2 separate regions of the Ovis aries genome follow, and region 2 is linked to region 1. A link is a contact called in public Hi-C data. All regions are on one chromosome and are shown on one strand. Each heading gives the region's core, a stretch centred on a gene start, on an enhancer-like site or on the middle of the called end of the contact. The rest is flanking DNA. Distances are from core to core; before and after follow the strand shown. Region 1 overlaps ZC3H4 (zinc finger CCCH-type containing 4). Region 2 holds the start of SAE1 (SUMO1 activating enzyme subunit 1).

The links. A called contact is a pair of places that touch in the nucleus more often than the background predicts.
Region 2: a Hi-C map of liver shows a contact between it and region 1, with 2.3 times the contacts expected there. The contact joins the promoter of SAE1 here to the enhancer-like site in region 1. A contact is called at or near these places in 8 of 16 Hi-C or Micro-C datasets (blood, liver, muscle and 2 more).

The regions. Positions count from the first base shown.
Region 1 is chr14:53,892,184-53,896,535 of ARS-UI_Ramb_v3.0, forward strand. ZC3H4 (zinc finger CCCH-type containing 4) reads right to left here. Exons shown (of 15, transcript XM_042232222.2): 11 at 3,455-3,564. Among named protein-coding and RNA genes, the nearest start is that of TMEM160, 25 kb to the left of the region's middle. Within about 2 kb of position 2,303, at least 30 of the 54 cell types and tissues checked have an H3K27ac peak or open chromatin away from gene starts, as enhancers often do. A contact at or near this core is called in liver and muscle, where this site is marked.
Region 2 is chr14:53,933,911-53,938,262 of ARS-UI_Ramb_v3.0, forward strand. It overlaps SAE1 (SUMO1 activating enzyme subunit 1), which reads left to right and starts at 2,178. Exons shown (of 8, transcript XM_060398145.1): 1 at 2,178-2,379. The coding sequence starts at 2,282.

The DNA.
Region 1 (4,352 bases), core at 1,053-3,552:
AGTCTTACCTCGCTGTGGCTCCCATTACAGGACTTCCCCCCCTCACCCCTCGTGCAGACCCCACAACACCCTGCTGGACTCCAGCTAGGGACACAGCCAGCCGCTTGCGCTCACCCCTGTCCCCACCACCCGCCCTGGGTCCCGAGTGCTGCTGAGGGCAGGCGCTGAACCACATCAGAGGCCCGGACACTGACACATAAGAGATGCTGTCCCTCCCCGTGAAACCCTGAACCCAAACCATCCAGGCTGTCCCTCGGTACATCTAGTCCTACAGACTCCCGGGCCTCTGTGCAACAAACAGGCCCTCACACCAGACCACCAGGCCCTGCCTGGGCACCACAACCCACCCCCACCCCCAGAACGGATTCTGAATGATCCTCGGGTTCCCAAAGTTCAGAGGTGTGCTGTCAGCGGAAAAGGACTGCCACACCGGCAGACACACAGACGTGTGGGGCAAGCTTCATCAGGCCAAATAAGCTCGTGTCTGTCTGTTAAAAATTCTAAGCGTCTGCCCCAAACTAGAAACAAATCAAACGTTCAACTGGTGACTAGATAACACAGTGTCTCACATCATCCATAGAGTGGGGTGGTACTCAGGAACTAATAGTGATGAACAGTAGTGATGAAGCACCAATACTTGCAACAACATGGATGAGAAGCCAGATTCAAAATCATACACACAGGTAGAAGCTACATCCCATATCATCTATTCATATGACTTCCTTGGAAAGCCAAAACTATGGGGACAGAAAACGGATCAGCAGTTACCAGGGGCTAGAAATAGGAGAGGTGCTGACTACAAAAGGGTGAGTCTTGAGGGTGAAAGTGACTTTTCTCTAGCTAGATTGTGAGGTGGTTACATGACTCTCTGTATCTGTCAAAACTCAAAGAGTTGTTTTTTTTTTTTAACTGGATACAAACTGCTGCTGCTGCTTAAGTCGCTTGAGTCGTGTCCAACTCTGTGCGACCCCATAGACGGTAGCCCACCAGGCTCCCGTCCCTGGGATTCTCCAGGCAAGAACACTGGAGTGGGTTGCCATTTCCTTCTCCAATGCAAAAGTGAAGTCGCTCAGTCGTGCCCGACTCTTAGCGACCCCATGGACTGCAGCCAAATAGGCTCCTCCGTCCATGGGATTTTCCAGGCAAGAGTAAACTATACCTTGACAAACCTGACTGTGAAAGTGTATGTATAAATCAATAACTGAGAGATTTAATGGTAAAGAACTGTAGTGTGTCCCACTTACTTTCAAGCGGCTCAAGAACAAAGGAGAGCAACTAATAAATGGGGCAAAATATGCTAATCAAGGGATCTCAGATGGAAGAATTCTTGCCGCTCACTCTCACAGAGCCATCACCAACAGCCCCAGGCATCATGTCTCAAACCTGGAGTGGACAGCTGGACGCTGATGTATCTGGACAGACAGAAATGTCCCTGAGATCTAAGAAAACAAGGCTGCAGAAAAGGGAGGGAGAGAGAACACAGAGGAGAGCGAGGTGAAGGCCCCATCCTCAGTGGCACCACAGCCGGGCCCCAAGGGTGGCCCAGGAGCCTCAGGTCCCACCCCTGGGGGCCAGGCTGCAACTCTGTCCAGGCGAGGAGGAGACGGCTGGCCTCCTGCCTTTATCGGGGTTATTACTCTGGGCCCGTTGTGAAGGTTGAAGTTTTACTTTCTGACCACCCAAATTCGATTCTGGAATGGTTTTTCCAGGTTCAACACTCGTTTTTTTAAAAAATATTTATCTGTTTTGGCTGCACTGGGTGGTCACTGCTGCATGGGGCTTTCTCTAGTTGTGGTAAGTGGGGACTACTCTCCAGTTGTGGTGTCAACACTCACTTTCAACCTACTGAGACCTGACTTGAGATAGGGCATGATACCGATGCTCTCAGAATGTTTATGGCCAGAAATGGAAATGTGCCACCATGATTTGCTCTGGTTTTTCATTAGAGTGTCTTGAGCCGTGCTGTCCAATATGGTGGTCACTGGTCACGTGTGGCTACCAGGTGCTTGAAATGGGGCTATAAGTAGAAAACAAGCACCAGATTCCTTAGACTTGGTATATATTAAAAAAAAATACAAAATATCACGATTTTTTTTCATATATTTATTCCTTGCTGAAATGGTACTCTGGACATGAATATACTGGATTAAATGAAATACATTAGTAACATTAATCTCATCTGTTACTTCTTACTTTTTTCTAACATGGCTACTAGAGAAATTTGCAGGTAGCTCTGCTGTGTTCTTCTTGGGCAGCACTGGTCTAGAGCGCAAACTCTAAACCTCCAGGAGGGGGCAGCCCTCAGTCAGAGATGACTCAGCTCTTCAAATGAGAAATGAAGCCACATTACTTTTTCCACTCCTTACCCTGAGAATGACTCACAGGTTCTAGACAGCTACCAGTTACAAAACCCTATTCCTAGGCTCACAGGCCAAAAGGAGTGCCGGAGATGAGGACTTTCTCCCTGATGCTCTCCCAGGGACGAGTGGACGTCCTCTTGCTCTGCCTGTTCAGGGCTTCCCCTCAACCCCTCAGGGAGCCCCGGGCCCCATCTAAACAGTGAAGCCACCACTGGGTGGATTCTTGGAAGCTGGCTAAGGCACTGATTCTTCCCATTATCAAAAAATAGCCCCAAACCTTCTGGGAACCAGACAGAAGGTGGGAAAGCCTTCACCTGGGAGAACACATTCTCTCACACCCAATCACCCTACTCACACCCATTCACCCAATGACGAAGTGAAGTGAAAGTCCATTCTACTCTTTGCAACCTACGGTCCATGGGATTCTCCAGGCCAGAATACTGGAGTGGGTAGCTGTTTCCTTCTCCAGGGGATCTTCCCAACCCAGGGATGGAACCCAGGTCTCCCACATGGCAGGCAGATTCTTTACCAGCTGAGCCACCAGGGAGGCCCCCCCCGCCCCATGACAGATGTTAGGAAACCAAGAACAGGGACCGGGGCCCCAAAGTCCTCAGTCTGATTCCCCAGGGAGAACAAAGGACATGAGAATGAGTTTCAGACGTCCTCTGGCTGGTAAGGAAGCCCTGATACCTCAGTGGAGGGGGCCCCCACCCTCAGAACTCCCAACGCCCTGTACCTTTTCTACTACATAAAAGACTTGGAAAAAAACATTTGACTTTTCCATCAAAACAGAAGCCATCCGAAGCCTCACTTCCTCTCCATGCTCCCTGGGCTCTCAGAAGGCCAGCTAGGAAATCACGAGGTGTGTTTGGAGACACACCAGGCCAAATTCCTTTCAGGGAGCCGCTCTCCAGTGAACACCGCCCCAGGCAGAGAGAAAACACACATGTGACCGTCCCCATCCTCCCTACAGAGCATATGGTCCCTACTCCCTCCTGAACTCGACCCAGCTCCAGGTCAACGCAGCTGGCATCTTGGTCCCGCACGGAGGCCAAGCCCCTGGCCGTCCCAGTCCCTGTCAGCCCGGGCATTACCTTGTCCAAGAGCTCTCGGGTCTCCTCGGTCAGGGGGTCGTGAGAGAACATGCAGTCATCACCGTTGATACAGTTTCCAGTCGTGTGGTACAGCTTACACGGGAAATCACGTACACCGCAAGTTAAGGCGAATGCCTCACCTCATGAAACTCACCCCAGGAGAGAAACCAAGCCCCTCTGTTTCAGAGAGGAGGAGACTGAAGCCCAGAGAGGTACAGTGACTGGTTCAGCTGTGCACAGCAGGTTGGCAACTGAGCCAAGAAGAGATGCCTGTCTGGAGTGCAGCCTGCTCCACCACACAGGCCTTGAGGCCCTGTCCTCAGATCCTCACTCAACAGGAAGAGGGTAAAAGTTCAATGATCTGCCCACGGATACTCAGCCATTTGGAAAAGTCTCAGAAAGACAGCGGGCAATGGCACGGTCTCGAGAATATACTTGATCCTTGAATGACATGGGGGTTGGGGCACTAACCCTCTGCCCAGTCAAATACAGGAGTATAATTTATAATCTGTCCTCCACACCCTCGGTTTTCCATCTGTACCAAGAATACGGAGGATAGATTATATATAAATTATACTCAGATTTTTGTGTCTTAAGATACAACCAACTGCAGATCCTGCAGTACTGTGGTATTTACTACCAAAAACAACCCACATGAGTGGACCTGCAGAGTTCAAACCCACGCCGCTCAGGGGTCAACTGTGTATGTATGGGGAACACATAACATGCGTGCCTCAGTTTACTCATCTGCAGAATGGCAAGAGCAGACCTGTCGCAGGGCAAAGGTGACGGCTGAAAGAGATGGAGACGGGCAGAGGGCTCTCGGCACCTCCTCGGTGCACAAATGGAGTGCGGTGAAGGCCAGCTGTTAACACCAGTAAGGAGAAAAGGTCTACAC
Region 2 (4,352 bases), core at 928-3,427, 42 kb after region 1:
GCCACTAATACTTAACTTTGCTGGATCTCACACTCTTCAGCTAAGAAATGGGAATATTAAAGAATGTATCTACTCTTCCAAGGGTTAGAGAAATAATCCATGTAAAGCCCATTTAAGCTCCATGAGAGGGCAGATACTGTTTTTTCTTTTTCACTGTTCTATCCCTAGCACAAAGATTGGTGGTTGACAACTTATTAATCAATATTTGTAGAATGAGCAATAAAAAGGCGATCTTCCTAAGTACACATTAGCTATTACTAGCCTATAAGGTCCTACATGGGGCTTTCCAGGTGGCTAAATGCTAAAGAATCCGCCTGCCAATGCATGAGACATAGGTTCAATCCTTGGGTTGGGAAGATCCCCTGGAGAAGGAAATGGCAACCCACTTCAGAATTCTTGACTGGAAAATTCCACCGACAGAGGAGACTAGTAGGTTACATTCCTTGGGGTTGCAAAGAGCCACGCACAACTTAGCGGTGGTAGTGGTTTAGTTGCTCAGTCGTGTCCCACTCTTGCAACCCCATGGACTGTAACCTACCAGGCTTCTCTGTCCATGGAATTCTCTAGGCAAGAATACTGGAGTGGGCTGCCATTTCCTTTTCCAGGGGATCTTCCCAACCCAGGAATCGAACCCTGGTCTCCTGCATTGCAGGCAGATTCTTTACCGACTGAGCTTGGAGGGAAGCCCCACAACTTGGTGACTAAACAACGAAAAAAGGTCCTAGTGATTTCCCACCTGCTTCATTTTATGATTTAATCTCGTGCCATTTGCCACCCTCTCACTCTGCTCCATCTGCCCTCCCCTCTCCATGCTGCTGCTGCTGCTGCCAAGCCACTTCACTCGTGTCCGACTCTGTGTGACCCATAGACAGCAGCCCACCAGGCTTCCCCGTCCCTGGGATTCTCCAGGCAAGAACACTGGAGTGGGTTGCCATTTCCTTCTCCAATGCATGAAAGTGAAAAGTGAAAGCGAAGTTGCTCAGTCGTGTCCGACCCTCAGCGACCCCATGGACTGCAGCCCACCAGGCTCCTCCATCCATGGGATTCTCCAGGCAAGAGTACTGGAATGGGGGGCCATCGCCTTCTCCCCCCCTCTCCATAGCTCCTCAAATGTCACATGTGCCAGCTTCAGGGCTTGTGCACCTGCTGGCCTCACCACCCCAAGAAATACTCCATCTACATAGCTTGTTATTGCAGCTCCTTCAGCTCTCTGCTCAATGTCACCTTTTCTGAGAGACCTCCTCTGGCCACTCCTGTCACCCTCTAGTCTCATATCCTGTTTTACTTTTCTCCAAAACATTTACTGCCTGACTTCCCCTCCCCCTTCCCCCCCTTTGGGCTCTCTTCAGTGTAATGCAAGCTCCATGAGGGCAGGGCTTAGTCTATTTTACTCACCACTCTATTTCACAACGCCCGCGCTGCCAGGATTTAGCAGATTTAATTATATTTGCTGGATTTACAGCCATATAAACGACCACCTCGGAGAAGGCAATGGCACCCCACTCCAGTACTCTTGCCTGGAAAATCCCATGGACGGGGGAGCCTGGAGGGCTGCAGTCCATGGGATCGCTAAGAGTCGGACACGACTAAGCGACTTCACTTTTACTTTTCACTTTTACGCATTGGAGAAGGAAATGGCAACCCACTCCAGTGTTCTTGCCTGGAGAATCCCAGGGACGGGGAAGCCTGGTGGGCTGCCGTCTATGGGGTCGCGCAGAGTCGGACAAGACTGAAGCGACTTAGCAGCAGTAGCAGCAGCAAACGACAACCTGGCTTCCCTGGTGGCGCAGACGGTAAAGCGTCTGCCTGCAATATGGGAGACCCGGGTTCGATCCCTGGGTAGGGAAGATCCGCTGGCGAAGGTAAATGGCATCCTACTGCTGTACCGTTGCCTGTAAAATCCTAGGGACAGGATTGCTACGGTCCATGGGGTCGCAGAGTCGGACACGATTGAGCAACTTCGCTTTCCTTTCCTTTACAAACGACCACCTGGGTAGTCCCGTGGGGCTAGAAGCCGCGGGGACTTTTGGCCAGGATTGGCCACAGACTCCGTCACGTGACTGGCTGTGTCCCGCCCGCCTTGGAGGCTAAGGAGGTCCACGTGGTTTTGACTCCGGGGCGGGGTGGGGGTGGGGCGCTGGAGGAGGTACTGCGCAGGCGCAGTCCGTGGCGCAGGCGCAGACGCCTCCCGGGCGCGCGGCCGGCGGCGGTTGGCGGCGTGTGGGGCCGGCTGGCGGTTGCCGGGAGCGGGACCGGAGCTCAGGCAGCTAGAGCCGGCGCCATGGTGGAGAAGGAGGAGGCGGGCGGCGGTATCAGCGAGGAGGAGGCGGCGCAGTATGACCGGCAGATCCGTCTTTGGGGATTGGAGGCCCAGAAACGGTCAGGGCTGGTGCGGCTTGTTGAGGGGGGAGGGTTGAGGATCTGGCGGGGGGCGTCTGGCCTGAGGCGTTGGCGGCCTTCGGGGAACCCGACGGTTTAATTTGAAAAGAGGAGGCGGGAATCGTGTCAGGCGTGGGCGCCCTCCTGAGAGGACTGGAGGGGGTAGATTTGGTCTGCTTCCTCAGAAGCTTTGGGAAGCAGGGACGTCCCAGGTGGTGGGAGGGTCGTTCCGAGGGGTTGGCGGCCTCTCGAAGGGGAGGTTCAGGGACTCGACGCCCGAAGGGAGTGATGGTGGGATTTGGATCGGGGTTGCGGGCTTAGGGAATAGGAGAGGGGAGGAATGCCTGGAAACGGTGAAGTGGGGGCGGGGGGCATAGTTGATTCATTCATAGGTAGCAGAAACCTCGTCTTGGCTGGCCGCTCGGGGAGACTGGCGAGCCAAACGGATGCGAACTTGCGTTCATTCTTGTGGCCTCTAAGTGGTGGGCCAGTCTGAGAGAATGATGGCTTTTTTCTTTTCTTTTCCTTTTTTTTTTTTTTTTTGAGGAATTTTGTAGTACTTTATTTCAAGTGGGCATCCCGAGAGGCTCGGAAGGTCTCGGGGCGCTGGAGGTACCCGAAGAGGCTTCTTATGTGTAGATCTGGGGATGCCTCCAGAGAGGACGGGATTGGGCATACCTTCGTCTTGGGCAAGTAATTTTCTGAGGGGATGAAATCTTTGAAAGAGGCGATGGATTTGATCAGATATTTATTGAGCACCTACCGCAGACACCGTTGTAGGCACTGAGCGGGTGTCAGTGAACGATGGAGACTACATTCTTGTGGGGAAGGCAGTAAACCTAAAGAAATAGCAAAATATTGGGCAATGCAAGAGTCAGGGAGAAAAAATAAAGCAGGAAAAGAGGATCAACAAAGGATGGTGAGGTGGAAGAGCTGTTTTAAAATTTTATTTATTTTTGGCTGTGCTGGGTCTTCCTTGCTCTGTGGGCTTCTCATTCATTGTGGGGACTTTTCTTGGTGCAGAGCGGGGGCTCTAGGGTTCTGAGACTTTAGTAGTTGTGTCTCCTGGGCTCTAGAGCTAGGGCTTAGTTGTGGTGCACAGGCTTAGTTGCTCGGTGGCAGTAGAATCTTCCCTGGATCAGGGATCGAATCCTTTGTTGGTAGACGGGTTCTTCACCACCGAGCCACCAGGGAAATCCTGTTTGTTTGTTTTTTTTTTTTTCGTTTTACTGGAGTATAGTTGCTTTACAGTGTTGAGTTAGTGGGAGAGCTGCTTTGATAGGGTGGCCAGGGGAGTTACCTGAGAGGTAACACTGAGCCTCGGTTCTGTATGCAAGGAAGGAGGCAAAGAGCTGTGTGGTCATCTCGAAGGACCTTCCACCCTCAGAGAACAGCAAAATCCTGGAGGCCAGGGCATGCTTGGCAAAATAGAGCAACAGAAGTGGCTGGAACCAAATCCGGGGAAGCTTTTTAATACTAAGTGCTGAGGAACCTGTTGGAGAGTTTTGAGCAGAGAAGTAACACGATCTGCTTTGTGTTCGAAAAGGGTCAGTCTTCTCTGTTCAAGTGTGCAGAAGTGGGAAGAAGGATTCTGGTTAGGAGGTAGCTGTGGTAATCCCCTTGAGACGGAAGTAGTGACCACTTGGAACTCTAGTGAAGTGAAGTTGCTCAGTCGTGTCCAATTCTTTGCCACCCCGTGGATGGTAGCCCACCAGGCTCTTCCGTCCATGGGATTCTCCAGGCAAGAATACTGGAGTGGGTTGCCATTTCCTTCTCCAGGGGATCTTCCCGACCCAGGGATCGAACCCAGGTCTCCCACATTGCAGGCAGATGCTTTAACCTCTGAGCCACCAGGGAACTCTAGAGAAGGGGTCAAATATAGATTCTTACAATTTGAAGGTAGAGTGGACAGGCTTTGCTGAAGGATTCAATGTATGGGATGTGAAACACAGAAGTCAAGCATGCCTCCAAGG